Linked DNA regions of Sus scrofa: regions 1 and 2 are each linked to region 3. Evidence: chromatin contacts called from public Hi-C data. All regions are on one chromosome and are shown on one strand. The core of a region is the stretch at or near the end of the contact, and the rest is flanking DNA. Distances in the headings are between cores, read along the strand shown. Region 1 overlaps DST (dystonin). Region 2 overlaps DST (dystonin). Region 3 overlaps COL21A1 (collagen alpha-1(XXI) chain).

The links. A called contact is a pair of places that touch in the nucleus more often than the background predicts.
Region 1: a Hi-C map of liver shows a contact between it and region 3, with 2.8 times the contacts expected there. The contact joins two enhancer-like sites. A contact is called at or near these places in 3 of 47 Hi-C or Micro-C datasets (embryonic fibroblasts and liver).
Region 2: a contact with region 3 is called in a Hi-C map of liver, with 4 times the contacts expected there. The contact joins two enhancer-like sites. A contact is called at or near these places in 2 of 47 Hi-C or Micro-C datasets (liver and skeletal muscle).

Annotation. Positions count from the first base shown.
Region 1 is chr7:29,265,158-29,267,857 of Sscrofa11.1, forward strand. It overlaps DST (dystonin), which reads left to right. Exons shown (of 101, transcript XM_021098579.1): 85 at 692-811. Among named protein-coding and RNA genes, the nearest start is that of COL21A1, 150 kb to the right of the region's middle. Within about 2 kb of position 1,259, at least 5 of the 83 cell types and tissues checked have an H3K27ac peak or open chromatin away from gene starts, as enhancers often do. A contact at or near this core is called in liver, where this site is marked.
Region 2 is chr7:29,207,164-29,209,863 of Sscrofa11.1, forward strand. The region is part of intron 61 of DST (dystonin); the gene reads left to right. Among named protein-coding and RNA genes, the nearest start is that of COL21A1, 210 kb to the right of the region's middle. Within about 2 kb of position 1,283, at least 46 of the 83 cell types and tissues checked have an H3K27ac peak or open chromatin away from gene starts, as enhancers often do. A contact at or near this core is called in liver, where this site is marked.
Region 3 is chr7:29,587,121-29,589,986 of Sscrofa11.1, forward strand. COL21A1 (collagen alpha-1(XXI) chain) reads left to right here. Exons shown (of 30, transcript XM_013977769.1): 20 at 527-580; 21 at 1,735-1,788. Among named protein-coding and RNA genes, the nearest start is that of RPS18, 50 kb to the right of the region's middle. Within about 2 kb of position 1,436, at least 5 of the 83 cell types and tissues checked have an H3K27ac peak or open chromatin away from gene starts, as enhancers often do. A contact at or near this core is called in liver, where this site is marked.

The sequences.
Region 1 (2,700 bases), core at 9-2,508, 320 kb before region 3:
TAGGAATGTAACAGCCTCTTTTCGTGAAAAGGAATTTTCAGACTTTATCCCCCCCCCTTTCTGAAATCTCTTTCTTAACCTAGGAATTAAACACCTTAGATGTAAACCCAGATCTGTCAGGAGACAATACCAAGCCAAAAAAAGGAATTCTCTAAGAGTTTCTGTTACTTATTAAACAAAAGAAAGGGTCAGCCTTTCTACCTGCTGTGCCCTAACTGCTTCTAGGGCCATTTCTATTTTTGCTAAAGTTGATGCATTTGAATGAGTTACAATAAAGTGACCATGGGTCTTGGCCACAGAAGCCAAGCCCTAACAAGACGTTTTGTAATCTGCTGATGAAAATAGTGCTTTGTGAGTTCCTGTTGTAGCTCAGTGTCTGTGAGGACACTGGTTCGATCCCTGGCCTCTATCAGTGGGTTAAGGATCTGGTGTCGCCCCAAGCTGTGGCGTAGGCCGGCAGCTGCCGCTCCAGTTTGACCCTGAGCCTGGAAACTTCTATATGCCGCAGGTGTGGCTCTAAAAAGGAAAAAGCAAAGAAAAAATAGTCTTCCTTTTTCTTCTTTAGGGAAATTTTTGAATTAATAATTTTTAACATTTCCAGTTACTGATTTCTGTTTAAAATGTACTAGATTTCTGATACAGTGGGTACGTCTGAAAATTTCGTGTACGAAGGTGTGGGTTTCTTTTACAGTTCCATGAAGCCTGGAGTAAGCTTATGGAATGGTTGGAAGAGTCAGAAAAGTCTTTGGATGCTGAGCTGGAAATTGCCAACGACCCAGACAAAATCAAAACCCAGCTGGCCCAGCACAAGGTGGGTCTGAGTGAGCAAAGCACGTTGTGTCTATGTGTATCACTCAAGCGCTTTTTCAACTTTCTTAGCTGATTGCGTGTTTCTTCCTCACTAGAGAAAAAAGGCTGTCTATCCAGCGTGAACCTATCTTAAATTTAACAATGTCAGTTGCCCTTGACATTGGTCAGGTGGCAGGACTATGTTTACTCTCCGGGGATCTTCTGGTTATGATTCCAGGGTTAATTGTTAACACCTACAGAATGAAAACTGCAAATCTTCTACAATCTAAACCACATCAGGGCCAAACATTGGCATTTCAGTTGTTCCCAGCTGTCTTCCTTGTCGTTTCCTCCACAGACCAGGTGCCTTGCAGGAGGTAATTCTGTACTAAACCTAGTATAGATTTTGCCCTTGAGTTTCCTTTAAACAGCACAGTGGGGAAGTTTGATCGCCCCCTTCCTACGTGGGTATTAGCACATATGTGCATGAAATCTGCCCCTGCCCTTAAAGACACACAGTCACTGGCCTCCTTGTGTACACAGGGAGCTATGGAAACACTGTTACTTTATATTTTCCAACTTTTGTGTTCCTACCACATGCCACGCAAAGCGCACACCCCGCCTCCCAATTCTCCCAACTGTTTTGAATTTGGGTTTTTGTATCATTCTGTTTGTAAAGTGACATCAGCCCTTGGGGTGAGGATGTGGGTAAAAGAAGGGTGTTCCCACAAGCTGTTTTATAATGTCAGGCATCTTCGTATCAATCACGGCTCGAAACATGATAATTTCTAAAAAGCAGGGAAGAAAATGAATGATGTCTGTGTTGGCATCATCAGAAAATTCGAGGCGTCGCCTTCTGGGCCGCTTGCTTCCACCGGTGGTCTCACTGACCGCAGGGTTGTGACCCCAGGATAATGGGGGACAGGCTGAGGTCCTTTCTTTGGCCAGACGCGGCTTTAGAAGTGGCTTAGCCTATTGGCCGTGCAGTGACCGTGACCAGCTCCCTCCTCCCTCCCCCCTCCTAAAAATAGAACATTTTGTTTGAACTTGAACGTGGATGTTGTGTTATGCAGTCTGATGAAAGCACATGAAGTTAGAGAGCCCTGGAAATAAGAACAGGTAAAGCACTGTCATTTTCCCCTTTTCCTCATGTGGCCTAGTGCCCGTCACCGTTCCTCTGAGATAAGGATAAGCCCGTTTCAAAAAGAAATCTTTTCAGGTCACCTTCGGGGGACCTTTCCTTTGTCTTCAAAAAGTTTTATTCCGACCTGTACTCAGCGATCACATTTATTGTGTGTCTGCTGTGTGAAGAACATCTGTGTCAAGACCGTGAGTCTCAAACTTGCGTTCGGTTCAGCATAACATGAGACAGTGATCATTACAAAAACCGAACTACAGAAATAGTGAGATATTGTAAGGGTGTCTCTTGCCAAAAAATTCCCAGATGTAGTTGCCTCCTATTATAAAGATATGTGTGTGTGTGTATATATATATATATATATATATATAAATAACATAGTATTATTAAGACACCGAAGGTGTGTAGCTTTCTAAAGACCATTCGGTTAATTAGGTAATGGTAAGCTCGAGGTTAGTTTGGGAAATGGCACACTTGCGTAGCATGTTACTCTCTGGGGTGATTCGTATGTACCCCCAGGATTGAGAATCTCTGTCTTAGTGTTCCCTTGGCATTTTGTGAGCTTCTGAGCTGCGCTTGAAGTTGGCCCTTTTTCTTTTCATCACGGAGATGATACAAACACCGTCCACATGTAAGATGATAATAAGGGTCCTCAGAGGTAATTCCCCCTGCTCTGTAAAAGCGTATAGTTGACTTACAGAGAAGGATTACGTGGACATCTGTACATCCATCCATTCCTTTTCAGACTCTTTCCCCATAGAGGTCACTACAGC
Region 2 (2,700 bases), core at 33-2,532, 380 kb before region 3:
TATGAATGAATTATCTGTGCAGTTTTACAGGTGTACTCTTCACCTCAATGGTGAGGTTACTGGCATGGCATGACATGGCATAGAATAGAATGGAATAGAACTAGGGACCCAGAGTTAGAGCCTAAGGTGGGCTGAATGAGGGCTATTCTTCCCTGTGAAAGGTTCTGTGAGGGTCTCAGGATGTTTCAAGGAACACCCTCCTGCCCATTCCATGGAAATTTTATTATGCCCATAGCTATGAATAAGTAGCTTTCTTACCTGTCAAGATAGTGGAGGTTGGCAGGCAGGTCTTTAGTCTCTGCTAATTCCTGCCTAGTGCCTGACCATTCATACGTGATAACTGTAGGCACGTTTTTTCTTTGTCTTATAGTCTGCAGGTCAGAACAGCCTGTGTGCTCAGACACCACAGGATCCAGGGCTTGTTGAAGTACTTCTTGGCTATGAAAAGTGGGCATTGACGTGGTGAGAGCCACAGCATAATCGTATTGCTATGGATCTTTTCCCTTAGAGATGGCTATACATATTTTTTTCCAACTTAATCATGGCCACCTACTGAGGGGCATTCAATAATTTGTTGAGTGGGTATGTTACCCACAGAGTTGTGTCTGGAGATAGATTTTTTTTTTAAATTCCGTTCTTAGGTTTATAAAAATCATTTGGGAATAATCTCTCCCATGAACAGTACGAAAGTTCCTCCCCTCCTCTTGCCTGTAAAGTCATCAGAGAAAGTATACGGCGGTTTTTACTAGAACTGCGGTTTTTACTAGAACTGTCTTCACTTCGGGTCAGCAGTTTTACTTATGTCCAAATGATTATCTTGTGAGACTGAGGCAAGAAAATCTGCCTGCTGTCTTCTATTCTGGCATTGGTACTTATTTCGTAAAGAATGGATAGATTTGATCTTATTTTTAATAAAACTATGAATGCCCCTCCCTCCCCCAAAGGCTAAGATTTGGCTTGCCAGATTTATTTTCAGTCTTTTAATAGGCTGTTTGTTGAGTAGATAAAAATCTGTGGATGTGATTTTGTTTCCTTATACCCAGAGTTGCTTAACTGCTCTTGATCTTTGCCTGAGCCTGGCCATACCCACGGGGACTGCATGGTTATTAGTAATATTCACATGTGTGCGGCACCCTTAAGGATCGTGGACTCGCCTTGAACTTGGGCTTGGGGAAGAAGGACACTGCATTCCACTTGGAAGGGAGATGAAGGGAGACGCACTGTGCATCCAGATAGCAAACACTGAGAGTCCACGCCAGAGCGTGCTGGGGTGTGCTTTCCCCAGTGACCAGATCTAGCTCTGGTCCCCGTCCCTGGTTCCTAGTCCTATTCGTGGGTCGCTTCCGCCCCTGCTCGCTGGCCCCTCCCCGGCGGCCCTCCTCTCCCCTCCCCTCCCCGGTGAGCAGGTCTGCAAGCCGAGCCCAGCCCCAGCCGCCTGCTCCCCCTTCCAGGAGGGGTCTGGCTGGCGCTGATGTCACCGGCGGGCGGTGGCCTCGCCGGCGCGCAGCCTCGGGGCACCTCCCCCTGAAAGGCTCACGGGCCGGGGCCAGAGTCGGGGCCATGCCTGCAGAGCCCGGCCTGGGGAGTGCGTAGCAGCGGAGCGGGAGCCCCGGCCCTGTGGCAAGGGGCGCGCGGAGCAGATGCGCCCCGGGGAGCGCGCGGGCTCGGGGACGCCGGCCCGGCCAGAGGAGCCCCGGCCTCCTTGCTGCTGCCCGCGCCTTGGAAGAAGCCCCGAGTTCTTCTCGGCTGCAGTTGCCTCAGGTGGAACAAGTCGTCTTAAGGAGGATCAGATAAAACTCTCCGAAAATGGATTTTTTTTTTTTTTTTTTTTGAAAAAAGGGGAGTTCAGAGTCCACCATGCTTTCTGTTTACTTTAAACCGTTGCTGGATTGTGCTGGCCTGGCCGTCCAAAAGTCTATTTTCCCTCCCTTTGGATAGTTGGGAATAGCCTCGAAGAAGCTTAATATGGGAAGAAAAACTGCCTTTTGGATTGAGATTATTTATAGCTACTCCCAAAAAGAGTAAAAGGAAATTTTAACTTTCTTGCAGCGCTTGACTTAACTTATTTTTCTCCGAAGACTTGTTCTGTGCCTTCATCTGAACAGTACATGGTTGCCGCGGTTTGTCTTTTAAGTTTCTGAACCTTGGTTTATTTATAAAAGGGATGGAGTTTTGCAAGCCATCTTTAAGCGGGTTCCAGTTTGCCAGAGGGCCGCTGAAATGAACATTCAGCCCATCGAGATGCTCGCTCCTTTGGAAATTTTAATCTGGAACTCTCAGACGCAGAATTAGAATAACAAGGGAAATGGACTGACAAAAGAACGTTCTGAGTGTTTGAACCACCGTTAAGTGTGTATTTGTTTTCTTTTTTCTGTGTTCTGGAGTGTGTGAAAGGGAACTTGGGGGCGTGGGGCAGGAGAAGGACAGATCTCTGTCCTTGATGCACTTTATTTTTGAGAATCCTTCTCAAACAACCAGTGGAGGGGTGGTTGCATTTCCACTGGTGCCCTGCTGATGGCCTTAAATGCTTCGTCTCTTAAGACGTGTGTCATTCGGGGTGCACCTTTGGGCTGGAGACCCTTGATGGTCCCGTGGAGAAGCCGTGAGCTCTGCTGCAAGATGCGTGGCCTTACTGCCTCCTTTCTGGATCGAGAGCTGCAGCATTTGCCTTAACTGCCTTGGAAATGGGGAAGCCGCTGA
Region 3 (2,866 bases), core at 186-2,685:
AAATTAAATCATTTCCTTGTTGAAATAGTTATCATTGACTTAATTTGAATCATATGGTTAGTTTAAAATATAGCCACCTGTAACTTGAAGAGAGATTATTATTTTCAGAGAATTTATTAGATTTTAACCTTTTCAAAATATTACTCAAGAAAATAGAAAATGTAAGTAAAATTGCAAGATAACATCTACGAAGAAATCTAATTCTTAGCCATTGTGACGAAAGGAAGAAAGTGAGAGTGCAGAAAAAAATAAACTTTTCTTTACATTTGTCTTTTACTAGCTCTCCAATAATTTTTTTGGTAGGTGAATTGAGCAACCAAGTTGTAAGGGCTTTGCTGGCCTTCACGCTATCTTCCATAGTTGATTCTTTATTTTCCTTTATTTGGATGTGTATAGGAAGTTTGCATTATATGCAAACATATGTTGCATTATATTTTAGTGGATTCATTATTATGGGAATTTACAACCTGAAATGGATTTAATATTCTTCTCTAAATTACTCTTGCAATCCCCAACTAACATATAGGGCTTGATGGGAAGCGATGGGCCCCCAGGTCAGCCCGGAACACCAGGACCTAAGGTAAGAAAAAGGATCCTGCACTGCACTGGGCTGGGGATTGAACCCATGCCTCAGCAAAGACCGGAGCCACTGCAATAGGATTCTTAACCCACTGCACGTTGGCAGGAATTCCTGATACCTCCTTTTTGGATAACCGTTAGTCTACCGTACTAAATTCCAGTTTTGTAAAATATTATCTAAGTGACGTCAAGGTATATTGACACAGTCAAGTCCTGTAACCTTTGGCAAGTCCTGTCGCCCCTGAGAGTTTCAGCTTGATCACTTGGAAAATTAGAAAATTTAAGCAGCCACTGTTCTATTGTACAATAATGTTGTTATGTGCTGAATGCTTTAAGTCAGTCCAACTATTATGGTCACATGTCCCCCAATGTGAGTTGAAAACGAATTTGGCTTCCTTTACTGACCAGTGAGCCCAGCTTGGCTCTGGGTGGCCACTGACCTCCCGTTCCTGGCATCACACCAATCTCTTCCATTGCGGGCTTTTGCCAGACCTTGACAAGGTTGTGATTTCAGCTGTCAAAGTGTATCTGAAAGCCAGCGACCTCTGACAGTTTATCCTGATTAGCCAGGAGGTGTGTCCTCTTTTTTAATAACCGATCCCCTTTTCCTGTCTTACATTCTCTGCCCCGTCAGCCGGTCTTGGCCTCCAAGATTCTGTGAGCAAGGACTGCGTTAGAAGCTAGACTGCTAGGGAAAAAAATCGCACAGACTAAACGTTTTCTGAAGCACGCTTCTTCCAAAATCCCACTGTGCTTTGGAGGCTAATTTTCTTTCCTTCACTGCATACAGAGAAAGTGAATCAGGGAAAGATGGAGATTCCCAGCCTAGAGGATGCCGTTTGAATACACGACTCCAGCCCGTGCAGTACCGAGACCTTGGTGGTTAGTGCTGGTCCCTAAGGATTTGAATCTCTTTCCTTAAGTGGAGCCGCCAGCCTAAAACAGGCTTGTAGAAAGCTTTATAAATATGCACATGCACTTCCTTGCTTAAAAGAATTTTTCTTAATAAGCAGGCCTCACATAGAGATTCTAAGTTTCAAGCTCTTGGAAAGTTGAAAATGTAGAAACGATTTAAATTATATTCCTTGAAGGGTCTATGTCAGATATCTGGTGACTAAACCTTTAAAAATTCAAATGGTTGTGATGCCTTGACAGGGAAATAAAGGTGAACCTGGACTCCAGGGACTGCCGGGGGCTTCTGGGCTCAAGGTAGGTGTGATATGATGTATTTGGAAATGTTTTCAAAGAATGATGAGTGCCTCCCTTATATGATGAGATTAATATTTATGTCCCTGGAGAAAAGATCCATGACCTGAAAGATTACCTCTTGTCATAAAATTAAGCTACCTGAAGGCAAATAGTGAATGTGGGCCAATTCTATCTCTGTTTTAAGGATGTTTTATCATAGTTTGAGTAATAAAGGCATGAAGGATGCTTTGATTTGGTTTTTCTAGTGTTGGTAAAAGTTGGGTGCTCCCGAGCATCCTCTCTGGTCCCGAGACCGTCTCCATCCTGTGTAGCTGAACAGAGGGGCTTTTCCCTTGATGTGATGGATGGAACTTTATTTTCAGTTTGGAACTCAGAGGCCTTCACCCCTTTCTTCTAGACCAAATGATAGACGTTTCTTTCCATCCGATTTTCAGTTCCCGTCTAGCCTTTAAAAATCTACTATAAAATTCAGCAGTTCAGGAGTAGGCAGAGTGAGCAAAGAGAACAAAACTTAGTTTCCACAGAAGAGAGTGGTTTTTATTTTATTTTATTTTATTTTATGTTTTTGTCTTTTTACGGCCACACCTGAATCATATGGAGGTTCCCAGGCTAGGGGCCCAGTTGGAGCTACAGCTGCCAGCCTATGGCTGAGTCACGGCCATAAGGGATCTGAGCCGGGTCTGCCACCCACACCACAGGTCACAGCAACGCCGGATCCTCAACCCACTGAGCAAGGCCAGGCATCGAACCCGCAACCTCATGGTTCCTAGTCAGATTCCTTTCCCCTGCGCCACGACAGGAACTCCAAGAGTGGTTTTTAATTACCATGACAGAGTTTGAGACTAGTGGTGAAACCAAGAAAGCAAAACCGAAACAGACACCATGAAGCAGGAAGCACGTACGTGGGAACATGCCTTCTTTCACAGGTTTAACATAAATATTGTTAAACATCATCATTATGTGCGTTCACATTATGCCTTTCTTATTTAAGGCTTTTAAAGGAAGGAATAATGCCCATGAGATGATAGGGAGTGGACAAGTTGAGTTACGATAACTCAGGGCATATTCCTTGTCCCTG